2 separate regions of the Sus scrofa genome follow, and region 2 is linked to region 1. A link is a contact called in public Hi-C data. All regions are on one chromosome and are shown on one strand. The core of a region is the stretch at or near the end of the contact, and the rest is flanking DNA. Distances in the headings are between cores, read along the strand shown.

The links. Hi-C and Micro-C count contacts between places; a contact is called where the count stands out from the background.
Region 2: a contact with region 1 is called in a Hi-C map of fetal heart ventricle, with 2.5 times the contacts expected there. The contact joins two enhancer-like sites. A contact is called at or near these places in 2 of 47 Hi-C or Micro-C datasets (embryonic fibroblasts and fetal heart ventricle).

The regions. Positions count from the first base shown.
Region 1 is chr4:12,751,172-12,758,978 of Sscrofa11.1, reverse strand. No RefSeq gene overlaps it. Among named protein-coding and RNA genes, the nearest start is that of MYC, 290 kb to the right of the region's middle. Within about 2 kb of position 4,773, at least 20 of the 83 cell types and tissues checked have an H3K27ac peak or open chromatin away from gene starts, as enhancers often do.
Region 2 is chr4:13,188,825-13,196,631 of Sscrofa11.1, reverse strand. No RefSeq gene overlaps it. Among named protein-coding and RNA genes, the nearest start is that of FAM84B, 250 kb to the left of the region's middle. Within about 2 kb of position 3,966, at least 4 of the 83 cell types and tissues checked have an H3K27ac peak or open chromatin away from gene starts, as enhancers often do.

The DNA of each region.
Region 1 (7,807 bases), core at 3,524-6,023:
TTCAAAAAGAAAAAGAAAACAAAAAACCCTCAGGAGTTCCCTTTGTGGCTCAGCGGAAATGACTCCAGCTAGGAGCCATGAGGTTGCAGGTTCCATCCCTGGCCTTGCTCAGTGGGTTAAGGATCCGGCATTGCCATGAACTGTGGTGTAGGTTGCAGATGCGGTTCGGATGCCACGTTGCTGTGGCTGTGGCTTAGGCTGACGGCTACAGCTCTGATTAGACCTCTAGCCTGGGAACCTCCATATGCCGTGGGTGTGGCCCTAAAAAGACAAAAAACAAAACCAAAAAAACCTTACAAAGAAAACCACTACAGCATATTTACAGATTGCTATTTAACCAAGAAAACCAAACTTTATATGCCTGATAAAATATTTTGATTAATTAAATTTTGGTAAACTAACCCAATGGAAATACTTTGCAATCACTGGCGTGACCATGTTGCAACATAAAATTTTCCTTTAAAAATAATATGAAAGTAGAAAAATATAGAGCAGAACATTTTATATATGTTGCAATTAATGTAAAAATATGTATGCCTTTAAAGTTGGGAAATGAAGTTTCTCACAGTTCTGCTCTGTTAGGCGTGGAGAGACAGGAGCGAATATTTTTTCTGTTTTAATTTCCATGAAAGTTGTTATAAGAAACCCTTTTAGTGTTTTTAAAATTTTTACTGCAGTTGATTTACAAAGTTCTGTCAATTTCTGCTGTATGGCAAAGTGATCCAGCCATACACACACACACACACACACACACCCCTTTTGTCATATTACCTTTCATCATGTTCTATCATGGAAGTCCCTTTTAGTTTTAAGCCCACATTTTTATAAAAGAAGACAAGGAAAAAGAAGAGTGGGGACTGAACTTTGTCACACTACTTTTAGAGACACTGAGCAACGGCATTTTATTTCAGGAAGGCTGGATCCTAACCTCCTGGGGGTGCCCCTCCAGCCCATAATGCACAGAACGGAATCCAAGTGGGAAACAGGCTGTGCGCTACTCACGAGCTCTGGTAATCATGGCATCAGTAGAGACGGATGCCCCTGATGGGAGGCGGTGACGGGGGCCACTTGAGAAAGTGACTCAGCAGGGCCAGATGGTATTTATTCAAGAGCTCATTTATTTGGATCAACTAACATATGAACTAGCAGGGATTCTGACAAGGACACGCGATACCTCATTTCCTTGAAGATTAAGAAGCTGCACACATACTATCTGCCCTCCAAAGAGAGACTGAGGAAGGCAGAGGGAGGCTTGGGGGTGGCCGAGCCCCAAGCAGAGCCCAGTTTCCAGGAGAGGACAGAGACAAAGTGATGTCACGGTTGGATTGTGTGCTCCGCTCAAAGAAAAGGATGTGTTGAAGCCATAAGCCCTCATACCTTAGTCAGATGCAGGGTCGTTGCACAGGTAGTCTGTCAAGATAAGGTGAGGCCATTCCAGAATAGGCTGGGCTCTAATCCGGTGTGAATGGTGTCCCTACAGAAGAGGAGAACCACATGGACAGAATGCCACGTGACGACAGAGGCCGAGTTGGAGAGACACGACTGCAAGCCAGGGGCATTCCAAAGGTGGCCAGCAGTCACCAGAGCATGGAAGGAGTTAAGGAAGGGTTCCCCTCCGGCTTTCAGGGGGACAATGGCCCTGTCACGCTTTGCTTTTAGACTTCTAACCTCCAGAACCGGGAGACAAAATTTTTGTTGTTGTAAGACACCCAGTTTGTGGAACCTTGCCATGGCAGCCCTAGCTGGAAGATTAATACTATACCCTAAAAGCCCCTGTGACCAGCTGAGTGGATCTGAGCCAGTTACTTTTCCTTGATTATCTTTTGAAGTGCTTAGAACTGGTCGCAACTTGGGTCTTACTGATACAGAGAACAAGGACAAATAAGCTGGCAATTGGAGACACAGTTTAGGCTTAACCTAGGGTGGACAGAGCAGACGTGGGGGCAGTGAGCCTGGCACTTCTCCCTCTCCCCACCAGCAGCAGGAACGCATTTAATAGCAGGGGCAGAAAAATGCAACGGCAGGTGGGAAGAGGCAGAAGAATACAGAGCCTGGACACACATATGAAGTGTGAGGTGTGTTTAGTGCCTCAGCATGTGGATTTGGGGTTCCCATCCCACCTACACCACTTGCCAAACTGTGATACTCCCATAAGTTACTTCGCATTCCTGAGTCTTGGTTTCCTTATCTAGAAAATGGAGCTAATAATAGTTCCTGCCCCATGGGGTTATTGGGAGGAATTACTTCATATATGTATGCCATATATGCATATATATACACACACACACATACACACATTATATAAACTTAGGTATATAAACTCTTTGGAATGATACCCAGCACGTAGTAGGTATATAATAAATACCACCATCACACTTCCATGCATACTTGTATACTTTCACATTTAATCCTTCTTTTTTTTTCTGCTTAGGGCTGCGCTCATGGCATATGGAAGTTCCCTGGGTTAGGGGTCAAATCAGAGCTGCCAGCCTACGCCACAGCCACTGCAACATGGGATCCGAGCTGTATCTCTGACCTACGCCACAACCTGTGGCAACACCAGATCCTTGACCCACTGAATGAAGCCAGGGATCAAGCTCACATCCTCATGGAGACTATATCAGGTTCTTAACCCTCTGAGCCCAATGGGAACTCCACCTTTAATCTCTTAATGAGTCCATAACAGATTTTATTAGTTTTATGAATAAAGGTACTGAGGCTTAACAAGTTAAAGATATACCCAATGTCATAGGCAAAATGCAGCAGCATGGCACCTAGAGATTCAACTGATGCAGGGAAGGCGGTGATGGAAGACAAAGCAGGAATGTGAGATAGGAGTCTGGGACCTTCTAGTAAGTTGCCAGGCTCCATAGTTATTCTTCCTCCACGCCTTCATGGTACTGATGTCTCAAATTCTGGTGGGTTTTTCTCCAGTCTGCTGCCCAGCCTTTGGGAAATTAGTTATGTTTCTTAATTGATACTAGAATTCCTCAACCTAAGCACCATTGATATTTTAGACCCATAATTCTTCCTGTGGGAAGCCGCCCTGTGCATTGTAAGATTGGGTAGCATCCTGGCTTTTACACACTAAATGCCAGGAGCAGCCCTGCCCCAGTCATGATAATCACAGATGTTCCCTGGGAGGCAAAACTGTCCCCAGTGAGAATTGCTAACCTACACAATAGGGTGAAAGTACCCACAAAACGGTGTCATTGAGCCATTCTGAGAAGCAATTTGAGAAATAGTTTTTTTTTTTTCTATAAAAAGAAACAGAATGCATTTGCCTATGTAACATATTACAGGACAAACTTGGTATTATTTATTAGTTGTTGCTTGCCAAAAAGGGCATAAAACATCTCTTCCTTTCAAAAAGGTCACAACCAAGGAGGGGAGGGGAGACAGGGACCAAGGCACGGAGCCTCACTGGGGTCAGGAGGCCTAGAAAGAAATCGCCCTCAATTGAACCAATAAGAGGACTTTATAAAGAAAATCGGATATGAGCCACATAGTGACGGATGGGAGCAATTTCTGAAGACTGAGATGAAATGCCCCAGAGAATGGATGTGTCCAAATACAGGACACAGTGGAAGCCAAGTGAAGAAAAAACAGCAGCTAAGCTGACTCAGATTTTCTATAATCATCTATGTTGACCCTCTGCCCACAAGGCCTCTCCCACTTCGAGTCACAAACCAGCCCTTCCTCCTTCCAGACTCAGCGTGATGCCACCTCCCCGAGAATACTTCTCGGAAGTCCCAGATTTGGCAAGTCGCCCCTTCTCCTTGTGCCTTTGTGTCTCTCGTGGGGTTACTCTTGGCATTTGGGGTGCATCAGTTCTTCACTGAGCAATCCAGTGGAACCACCTCATGTGTTGCAGGAAAATTAGCGGGTATGACTCCCACGCCCTAAGTATCCTAAAGATACTCCCCAACCGCTGTGGCAACCAAGTATCTCTACCAGTTTTTCCAAATATCCCTAAGTGGGCAATACCACCCCAGTTGAAACCCACATCTTAATACTTACAGTTTTCCTGAAGCCAGTCTGTCTCCTGTCAGCAGGCTCCTTCATTATAGGAACCATTGATTTCACAGCTTCCCGAAACCCTAAGACCTTGCCCAGTGCCCCTTTGCAGTTGGCCCTTGGTAAATATTTGCTGATCTAATTAAAACAGAAGGTTCATCTAGGGTAAAATTGGAAACTCAGAATTGAAAGATAAATTGGGGCCAGAGAGAAAAGGACTTTGTATAGGCTGAGGAACGTGGGTTTTATTCTACCGGGGAAATCGTAGAAAATTGTCATTTTTGTAAGTCAAAAATGGCCAATTGTCAGCAATTTCATATAGTTCATCCTAACAAAAGACAGTATTATTATTTACTGACATAACTATCTTTTTGTTTTTCCTTTTTTAAATTAACATATAGTTGGTTTATGATAGCATGTTAATTTCAGGTGGACAGCAACGTGATCTGGTCATACCTACATATATTTAACTTTCTCTTTAAATTGAGATACTTTTTTTTAGCTTAAATACCTAAGTTTGGTCCCTTCTTAGACATTACCATCCATGAAATAATGAGCTAGATTACTCTCTTTTCTTTAAATGTAAAACATTAAAATACTTGATTTTTCACAACCAAAGGTCATCCTTCTACCACCCAATTATCATCTCATGTGCTACAAGTAGACACAGATCCTGCTATCAGAAGCCGTGCTCTGGACAACTGGATGGATCCATTGCAGACTGAAGAGGTGGTCACACAAGTGGCAGTGAAATGGGGGCGGGGCGGATGTTGAAAGAAAAAGGATAAAGAGGAAAGGAGGGGAGAACCCTGCAGAACAAGGAAGAAATGGAGGGGGAAAGAAGAGAAGGAGAAAAAATAGGAACAAGGTAGGAAGAGACAGAAGAAGAAAGAGAAAAAAAAGAAGAGAAAAAGTGGGAGGTGATTGCTAGGGGCTCAGATTAGTTCCTCGCTTTGGTCCCCAGGTTCCCGCCCGGCACCGCAGTGCAGTCAGCTCAGAGCCTGATTAGCATGGCTGACATGAGCCAGCGCTTGCCTATTTTTAGCTGAAATTAATCATTTTCTTGTGTTATTTTTGGTTCAGATAACGGCTGGAGTACACAGCCGCTTCTTCGCGAGCTGCCAGCAAGAATGTAAACAAGGTTGAATCTCCTCTTGGCAGGTTCTATATTCAGCTCTGCCATCATGCAGCCCAATTCCCTGAGAAAGCGGACTGTACCGCAGCAGATGCGGGGCTGCGGGGGAAGGAGGCTTAACCAGTCATAATACGGACTAGATCGACAGGAGCGAAGGCAGGCAGACCAAGACAAGTACTCTGTTATCACTCATCCGTGGAAACGAAGAAACAAAACAAACAAATGAATGTAACAAAGCAGAACCTGGCTCACAGACATACCAGTGGGAGAGGGATGAAGGGAGGGGTGATGGAGGGGTCGGGGATTAACAGACACAAACTACCGTGTATAAAATAAATAAGCAGGGAAATAGAGCCATTATTTTGTAGTAACTTTAAATGGGGTATAATCTATAAAAATATTGAATCACTATATTGTACACGTGAAATTAATGTAATATTGTAAATCAATTAATTTCAATTTTTAAAAAGTGAAAAATAGGAGTTGCCATCGTGGTTCAGAAGGTGAGAACCTCCACATAGTCTCCATGAGGATAAGGGTTCGATCTCTGGCCTTGTTCAGTGGGTTAGGATCCTGCGTTGCCGCGAGCTGCGGTGTAGCTCAAAGATGTGGCTGATTTCCAAAATAAAAAAGCACCGTGGTGGAAACCATCCCAATGCCTTAAGAAAGGCACAGGAGTTCCCGTCGTGGCTCAGTGGTTCACGAATCCAACTAGGTTGCGGGTTCTGTCCCTGCCCTTGCTCAGTGGGTTAACGATCCGGCGTTGCCGTGAGCTGTGGTGTAGGTTGCAGACGCGGCTCGGATCCTGCGTTGCTGTGGCTCTGGCGTAGGCCGGTGGCTACAGCTCTGATTCGACCCCTAGCCTGGGAACCTCCATATGCCACAAGAGCAGCCTGAGAAATGGCAAAAAGACAAAAAAAAAAAAAAAGAAGGGTACAACAATACAGATTGTCAAGGACGTACAGGATAGCACAGACAGGGGCAAGAGATCAGAGTTGGACCAGGTTAGATTCTGACAGAAGGGAACCAGGATCTGCTCATTTGATTTTAGAAGATGATTCTGAGGCTTGTGATTAGGCCACTCGACTGTGGCCCTTCAATAGCCGGAAACTCCTCAGACATACCAGCCCCACACCCCTTCCAAAAGAGCACCAACTCTAGTATTTTATCAAAAAATTACTCTTATTTTCCCAACCAGAAGGATCCGGAGGAAGAACATTTTTTCTTCTGTAGTTAGGCTCCAGCGAAATGAGAGCTTAATATCAGAGCCACGGAGACTGTCCAGTACCTCTCCGTCAGGCAGCTCCTTCTCTTGGAATTCCTCTTAAAGGACCCCGGATGTGACTGTAGGTCCCACACTCACCCCTTTTCTAGAGAGAGAGAGAGAGACCCCCCCACACAGATCAAGTTCAGGCATGTCTGCTTTCCTAGACCAGTTTGCCCTGCCAGCTCCCATCATCCCCTTCCAGACCTGAACTTGAAGATATCAAGGGGGAGGGTGCTGCTGATTATCCCTCTGACACTGGTCTCATGTTGGATGTGAGGCTGTCGTCTTCGCTAAACCACAGCCTCCTCGTGGGTGGTGGCTTTCAGGCAGAGTGTCCCAATCTAAATCTAAGTGTTAGATGCTAGCAACAGCCTAGAAGAGAGCCTGAAAGAAAGGTCAGATTGGGTAATCCCAATAGGCACCTCGGGAAGAAGAGCGACCGTCACATTTTTGAGGCATTAGAGGCTCCTATCTAAATGAGCATGATGGAGGATAATGTGAGAAAAAGAATATACATGTATGTGTGTGACTGGGTCAATTTGCTGTACAGTAGAAATTTACAGAACACTGTCAACCAACTATAATGGAAAAAATAAAAATCATTTAAAAGATTTTATTTTTTTAATCATTTATGTATATATTTTTTCTACTATACAGCATGGTGACCCAGTTACACATCCATCTATACATTCTTTTTTCTCACATTATGTGTTCCATCATAATTGACTAGACAGAGTTCCCAGTGCTACACAGCAGGCTCCCATTGCTTTAAAAAAAAAAAAAAAAAAAGGCGGTGGGGGGGAAGCCTTCATAGAAAGAAAACTGCAAATAAATACTACCCAGAGTTTGTTTCCTCTGCAAACAGCTACCAGCTCATGTCCTAGAGCCAGGGAGAGACTGTAAAAGCAAAATGCCCTTAAGATCTAAGATATCTTTTTTTTTTTTTGCCTTTTTTTTTTTTTTTAGGGCTGCACCCTCTGCATATGGAGGTTCCCAGGCTAAGGGTCGAATCAGAGCTGTAGCCGCCAGCCTACAGCAGTCACAGCAACACTGGATCTAAGCCATGGCTGCAGCCTTCACCACAGCTCACAGAAACACCTGATCCTTAACACACTGAAGGAGGCCAGGGATCAAGCCTGCATCCTCATGGATGCTAGTCAGATTCATTTCCGCTGAACCACAACAGGAGCTCCAAGAGGCATTTTTAAACTGACACCCAAATGTGAGGCCAGGAAGGAATTACCTTTCATCTGTGTTCCAGCTCTCTTTAACCAGTCACAGTTGAATGGGGAGCGTCGTGGTGTTGATAATTTTGGAAATGGGTCAAGGCTCATGGGGAAGAAAGCCAGAAGAGGGGTAACAACCGCCATGGGAACAGGAGGGGTGAC
Region 2 (7,807 bases), core at 2,717-5,216, 440 kb before region 1:
ATTCCATGAGTCCCTGCTATAGGCCAGGCATCATACATTCATGCTTATTTAACCTTCACCACAAGTTTAAGAAGTGGGTATTATTATTCCTATTTTCCAGATAAAGAAACCAAGGTTTAAAAAACAGTTCTAAATAAGCCTTTTCAAGGTCATGCAGAAAGGATGAATAGGTAATTCCATGTCCAGATAAAGCTTGAGTCTTTGCCCTTCTCATTTGTATCTTAAAAGGGCAATGGCCAGGAGTTCCTGTCGTGGCTCGGGTTGACGAATCCGACTGGGAACCATGGGTTTCGGGTTCAATCCCTGGCCTTGCTCAGTGGGTTAAGGATCCGTCGTTGCCATGAGCTGTGGTGTAGGTTGCACAAACGGCTTGGATCCCGCATTGCTGTGGTCTGGCGTAGGCCAGCGGCTGTAGCTCTGATTCACTCCTGGCCTGGGAACCTCCATATGCTGCTGGAGCGGCCCAAGAAATGGCAAAAAAAAAGACAAAAAAAAAAAAAAAAAAAAAAAGGCAATGGCCACAGCTACAAGTTGGGAATGTGTATATGACAGATACAACATTTAAGGAGTTGTATCTGTGAGTGTACGTGTTTATTTTTGGTTTATTTTTGGGCTGCAGTCCCCTTCAGGAATCAAGCATTAGTCATTCAACATTAAATTAACTAAGCTCTCCATCAGTTTCAGGTTTTTACCCCTATTCTGACCCTGCTGGGAAGGCTCCGCCCCTCTTTACCTGAGTCCCATCACCTCCTTCCCATGCTCCTTCTCTTCCGCTTCTCAGAGAGCCTTCCCTGATCCCTCAGACTGGGTCGGGCTCCCCAGTATACTCTTCTAGCCCTCTGGCCATCTCCTTTGGTTGCTACCTATAGTGAGGCAGGTTAGTGTACAACTTAAGCAACTGGGCTCCAGAACTGATTTATTATATGAGGTCATAGCCTTGAGATTTCTATTTGCCAGCTCTACAGCTTTTAGCCAGGTTACTTAACTCCTATGTTCCTCAGTTTCCTCATCTGTAAAATGGGTTAGGATAGTACCTCTAACTGCCGGATAGCAGTGATGATTTAGTCCATCCGCGAAGTCTTGGAGCATTGCCTTGCACATAGCAAGCACTCAGCCATTGCTTTTTTCCTTACTTTCTCAGTGGACATTAGCTCTAATGGGGGCTGATGCTATACCAGTCTCATTTATGGTTTTAGTCCCAGTGTCTACTCACACTATGGATACTCAAGAAGCATTTATTACAGGCCCTACTTACCACCTTTCTAAATCACACAGCTCAGCATCCTACTGAATATTCGCTGCATGCTGGGAACTTTCATATATAGTCTCTCGAGACTCTCATAAATTAGTTACTGTGGCATAACAATTTTATGGAGGACAGTTAAGTTCAGAGAGGTAAGCTGCTCTGCTCAAGGTCACACAGCTACTAAGTAGTTGAGGTAGTGTTGAAACTCAGCTCTGGGGGCCTCTGGGCCCACTGGGCTTGTTCTTTCTTTTCCTAGTCTGCCTCTTTGTGCCACAGAAAGAACAATGAACCTTATGTAAACCCTATGTAAATAAGAGGTTCTGGTTTCATGAAACTGAAGCCAAAGCAAAGTAAGCAGAAGTTAACAAAAGAGTCACAGTCATCTGATATTTAAAGAAAAAAACCAAACCAAACCAAAACAAAAAACCCTTTCCTTGTTTCCTAGATACCAAAATGGATGTTGATTCCTGAGTAGTGATTGAAAATCATTAAGGCTTTTCCCATGGAGGTCACAGATTTCTCTGTGGAGGACTGAAGAACCACTTGCTAATGCTGCCTTAGAAGTAACCAGTAGGGTCCTCTGGGGCCACGCTGAATTGTTATCATTCCCGGTGGTGGAGTACCACCTGGAAGACTACGGGGCACTATGGCTGTTGGCACTGACTTAAGGACAGTCGATGTCAGTGTGTCTCAAACTTACCATGTACATGAATCACCTGGGGAGCTTATCACAAAAGCAGATTGTAATTGAGTCAGTCTGGAGAGCGGCCTGAGATTCTGCATTTCTAATAAGTTTCCCACCGATGCCAATGCTGGTCGATCAGGGACCGTTCTTTGCAAAGCAAGGGTTTGTAGGCCTCCCTTAGGCTGTATTTTAGACACACATGGAGACTCCAGTAAAGGATGGCCTTTGCAATTACAGAAAGATCAGGGGTCTGCTGGGGGAGCTATTGGCATTCAAGTCCAACTCTGCCACTTAATGGAAATGGACCTGTGAGCCAGAGTCTCTCTCTTGAGAGTTGGGTGTCCTCACCTATAAATGGGCGTGCTGAGTATTGGGAATGTGCAATGGTTTGTTGCAAATTACCTCTAAGGCCTCTTTCTACTCTGAGATTATATGATTGCCTGACTCATTCTCGTGCTGACATTAAAGCTATTTTTTTTTTTTTTTGTCTTTTTTGCTATTTCTTGGGCCGCTCCCGCGGCATATGGAGGTTCCCAGGCTGGGGTCGAATAGGAGCTGTAGCCACTGGCTTATGCCAGAGCCACAGCAACGCAGGATCCGAGCCGCGTCTGCAACCTACACCACAGTCACGGCAACACTGGAGCTTTAACCCACTGAGCAAGGGCAGGGACCGAACCCGCAACCTCATGGTTCCTAGTCGGATTCGTTAACCACTGAGCCACGATGGGAACTCCTAAAGCTATTTTTTCTTTTTTTTAAAGGAAGTGAGGAGGGACTTGGATTTTGTAACAGAGGCTCCTAAGCAGTAACCTTGGGAGTCAAAAAGTCCACAGAGACCTATGTCCAGGGTACAACTTCCTCACCCTAAAGAGCACCCTGCTAGGTGGCAAAGAGCATTTTGTCACCATGACATCCTGGTATTTGGTCCTTAAATTCCATGACCATGAAGACAACCTTGGGAAAATGACAGTGACCTTTAGCTGGAGCAATATGGTCATGGACCTTCAAAGCTGAGTGAAGTTTGGGTGACAGAGTCAAAAGGCCTTATTCCAGGCAAGAGACTAATCCAAGGATACACAGTCAGTTGGAAAGAAACCGGGGCCTTGAGCTCCTGTTGGCCCCCTGCCAGCCCCACATTTCCGCTGCAGTGTAGATGACTGCAGTGTGCCAGCTTTAATTTATGCCCCGGATGCCCTTAAACGACTGTCATGAGAAGAACTACACTTCAGCCGGAGGAACCTGTCTCACGTTGCTCTTGGTGTTCTTATTCTCTTTGTTTGTGAAGGCCATCCTAATTTGGAAATAAAATTCCTCATCCTCGTCCCACGTATTGGGTATGAGGTATTGTTGGCAGTCATGGAAGTCACAGAACTTGCTTCTCCAATCGTGTGTGGGGAGAATTAAGCCCATTTCCCGGGACCCATGCTGCCGTCTTGCTCCAAGGACGCTGAACACTGAGAGGTGCTTTTATGTTCAAAAGCCAGGAGAGATCCAGGTCAAACAGAAAAGGAAACAAGAAACACAGGGAAAAGACTGTGTCGCAGAACCTGGCACCCTGGGAAAACAACCACAAAACATACGCACCATCTTTCAGGCTTCCCATCCCCCCACCCCCCACCTCCCCGGGTCCTGTCCTTTCCGTGGAATTTGCATTCTCTGGCTTCTTCAGAGCATTTAGAATCCTACTGTGGACAGAAAGAAAGGGAAGGAGGGAGGGTGGGAGGAAGATGGAAACGCTTCCTGTCTATGTCTGTGAACATAAAAGTTGATGACAGCACCCTTTATCACAGAGCATTACTGGCACTGGCTTTCTTCACGTGGAGTGAGATGTTAGGACTATTCTGAAGAGAAAGATGTGCTTCCACAAATAGCTGGAGTCCACACTGCACGCGGGACATGATCGCACTGACCACCGGCACTGACATTTGGGGACAGCCTGTTTGGTGACACATGCTCAGAGCTGATGTGGCGTCAGGGGACATGGAAGGTGTCAGAGGCGGTACCCATACACATCGTGTGAGGCACCACGGCTCGAAGGGTGAACTGTCAGGGTGTCTCCAATGAGAGGGCTTCCTACGCCATGAAATACCAGGCATAGTTTTCCTTGTCACAGGGCAGTCAAGCATTTCTCCTCCCATTCCTCCCGCTGTTCCCGCTGCCAGTCTTGAAACTCAGCCGCCTTGCACCCCCATCCTAGCCCTGTGCCCTTGATCTTCCTAATTCCTGACCTCGCTATTTGCTCTCCATACCGCATCGCACGGTCATTCCATCTCTGTGCGCAGAAGGACGGTTCAGGCTCTGCTCATTTTCTCCTCTTTGACTTGTCAGGTCACGTCCTCTTTCTGGCTATGCTTTTCCAGGTCATCTGAATCAAGTCTATAAGTCACACTGTCCCCGGGAGCTCCCGCATCATAGAACCTCAGGGGCCAGTGTGTTATTTTCCTCCTGCTGCTGGAGCACATTTCAACAAACTCGGTGCCTTAAATCACCAATTAATTATCTTACAGTTTGGAGATCAGAAGTCCAAAGTGGCCTTCATTGGGCTAAAATCAAGATGTCAGCAGGGCTTTTATAACTTCTAGGGGGATTCGGTTTCCTTGCCTTTTCCAGCTTTTAGAAGCTGAGCATGTTCCTTGGCTCCTGGCTCCCTTCCTCCATTTCCAAAACCAGGAATAGCCTGGTGTGTTTTTCTCATGATGTCATCTCTCTGGCTCTTATCCCTCTGCCTCCCTCTTTTAAACGACCCTGTGATTACATTGGGCCACCTGGATGTTCCCAGGATAATCTCTCTCTTATAAATACAGCTTATCAGAAACCTTTATTCCCACTGTCATGTATATCATCTACTCAGGGGATCCGACTTCCAATTTGTTTCCTGAACCCAGGAGAAGATGCTACTAAGAGGTGGCAGGAGATGGCCTTGGGGGACAACTGGTCGGAGAAGATAAAAGAGGCCTCGAACACATTCTTGCCACTCTGCTACACAGCTTGCTCTCACCTACATCACAGTTTTGCCAAGAACCATCATATCTTGCTGAAAAACATATTAATCATTTGAGACTACAACAGAAATTCAGTGCGGAGCCATTGCCATCGAAAACACAAACTAAACACGCGCTAAAAACTTAAATTACAGTCCAAGGAACACCTATTATTAAATGCAACATAGGTTATCATGCTGTAAATAATAATAAACAGTTCTAGATATTTTTGAGACAACTTTGTCAAACAATGAGCTGAGTACTTTCCATGTGGATTATCTCTTCATTTCTAAAACAGCTCTATGAATCAGGTGCTATTGATATGTGCATTTTAAAATAAGGAACTTATAAGCTTGAAAGGGTTGGCTATATTGCAAAAGGTCACACAGGTAGTATATGGGGTGGGGGGATCTAGGTTGGATTCCAGTTCCCAGACACCAGCTCCAGGCGACACCGCCAGCTTGGGCATTCAGGAGGGGCAGTCACAGTGAGGTGTGCAGCAGCTAAGAAACGCTTCCTGACATTGGGGGTGTGCGAACACACACTTCACAGTTTGATCAATGGGAATCCCCTAAAATCCCTCTAAGACTGTAGGGAAATCAGAGCTTATTTATACCCCAGCTACCGAAATACGTTTACCCCCAAGTTTCGCCAGTGCTTGTAGGGCAGTGTGCCTTTATGGCCTGTTCTCCTTTTATTTTGACTTCCCTTTCCCATTTTGGCGCAGTGATTAAAACATCCTTGTTTTGTTTAGGTCTCAGATTGTCTTTTTCCCTGCAGCCCCTGTGGGAACCTTTTTCAGCATGCCTGGGTGTGGAGGAAGGGCTGATGGAAGTACTAACGGGGGCGGGTGTGGGGGGGTGTTCTTGCCCTGTGCTCCAGAGACTATTTAGAGAAGATGAAGCAGTATGGCAGAATCCCACTAAAGACAGCAGCCACACATCATTCATTCCCACCTCCCTCCTTCCCCCCTTTCCATCTTGCCTTCCTCCCTCCCTTCATTCTTCCTTCCCAAGCATTCATTTCGAAGGCAATATGGATAAATAAATGAAGACGACATGGCCCCTCTTTTTAAAGATCTCGGAATTATTTCTCCTACGAAGGAGAAAAGAATAATTGTTCTCTCAATAAATAAATTCGGACTCAAATGTAGTAAATAAGTATTAAGCACAAGTATTAACTCAGGAGTCTATATATGTATATCACTATATTCTAATGTGTTTGTATATATATTGTAACTTCCACAAGCGCGAAATCTCTTTGAAGACTAAGCCATTAAAGCCACCTTGGGTTCCTTGGAGAGAACCACATGAATTCTTACACTTGGTAAAGCCTTTAGTAATGGTAGTGTTGGAACAGATGCAACCCACTTTAATACTCCAAATAGATTCCATGATGATGGCTGTGCATTCGCTTTGTGTTGCACCAAAACATTAATTCTGAGATAGGGAAAGATATGGTGTTGCTCCTTGGTGTGGTTTTTGGAAGAGCCCTGGAATTGCATGGGCAGATTGGTTTTTGGGCATCACAACTTCTGGGCATGTGGAGCAAGGCAGTCTAATGATGAAGATCCTGTGCTTCAGAGGCAGAGAGATCCGGCTCCTAAGTTTGTTTCTGCCTCTTTTCCTTTCTGGGAGACCATGGGTCATTGTTTAAAATATATCCAGGATGACAGTAGCGATACTGATGATGATGATGATAAAAGGTTCACATCCGTCGAGTCCTTGCTATGGCCAGATACTAGTTTGAGAGCTTGCATGTATGAAATCATTTCATTCTTGCACGCACTCCCAAAGGCAGGCAATACCATCTCCAACTGTTAGATGAAAAACTGAGGCAAAGAGAGGTTAAGTAATGAGCTCAAGATCACCCATCCAGAAATAGGATTCAAACCAGATAAGCTAGCTACAGAGCCTATACACATTATTATTAAAATTCTTATGATACTGTGACTTTTCCAGGGAAATTTCTATGAGGAATTGTGATTTCTGTAGAACCGGGATATAAAGCTTCACGAACCTGAGTTTGGAACTGATGATGGCTTTCTTTTAACTTTTCCTTCTAAAATCATGAGCGCTGTAAAAGCAGAGGCCACATCATCGCTTATAATTTATTAAAAAATTAAAAACATTCCTTGAGCAAGTGGTCGGTGCTGGTAAGGAGTGGAATTCCTCATCACACCTTTCTGGTCTTGTAGTAGCAGACGTCTCCCCCTGCGGGGGTGGGGGTGGCAGTGAGATTTGCTGTGTGCTGTCGTGGTTAGAAGGGACTGGGGGTAATAGCTGTGTGTTCGAAGGAGAGCAGCCATGGTGGTGAGAAGACCTGAGATAGTCGGTTACATGCAGGCGGTTAGTCTGCAAAAGGAAGACTCAGAGCCCATGCCGGTGGCCCTCAGAGCATGGGTGGCCCTCAACCCCCTGGCAGGTGTTTCCCTGAGGCCCTAGAGCATCATGGTTAAGACCTTGATGCATGACGTGCTGTGGAGTGAGAGCAGTCTGGGTTTCATATCCAACGCCATACGTCTAGGCTGTGTGCATCAGAGAAGCTACTTACAAAGCCTTGCTTTTCTAATTTGCAAAATGGATGCAGTGATACAAATCCAAACTGCCTCATTTGCATTTCTAAAATCCCAAAATATCTGAAGACAGAAAATATTCTTATAAGCCCATGGCAAACTCATTCGCAGCGAAACCTGACCTGAACTGCCATGAGGCTTGTTGGGGTCTTTCTTTAACTTACTCTTTGGTGCACATGTAAATGTGTTTTAAATTTAAAACACATAATTTAAATTAAAGCACATTATCCCAGGCTGTGTTGATGGTGTTAGATGAGATACAATATATGCCCTATATTACTTCTCCAAAATAATCACAATGGTTATACACTTCACCTTGC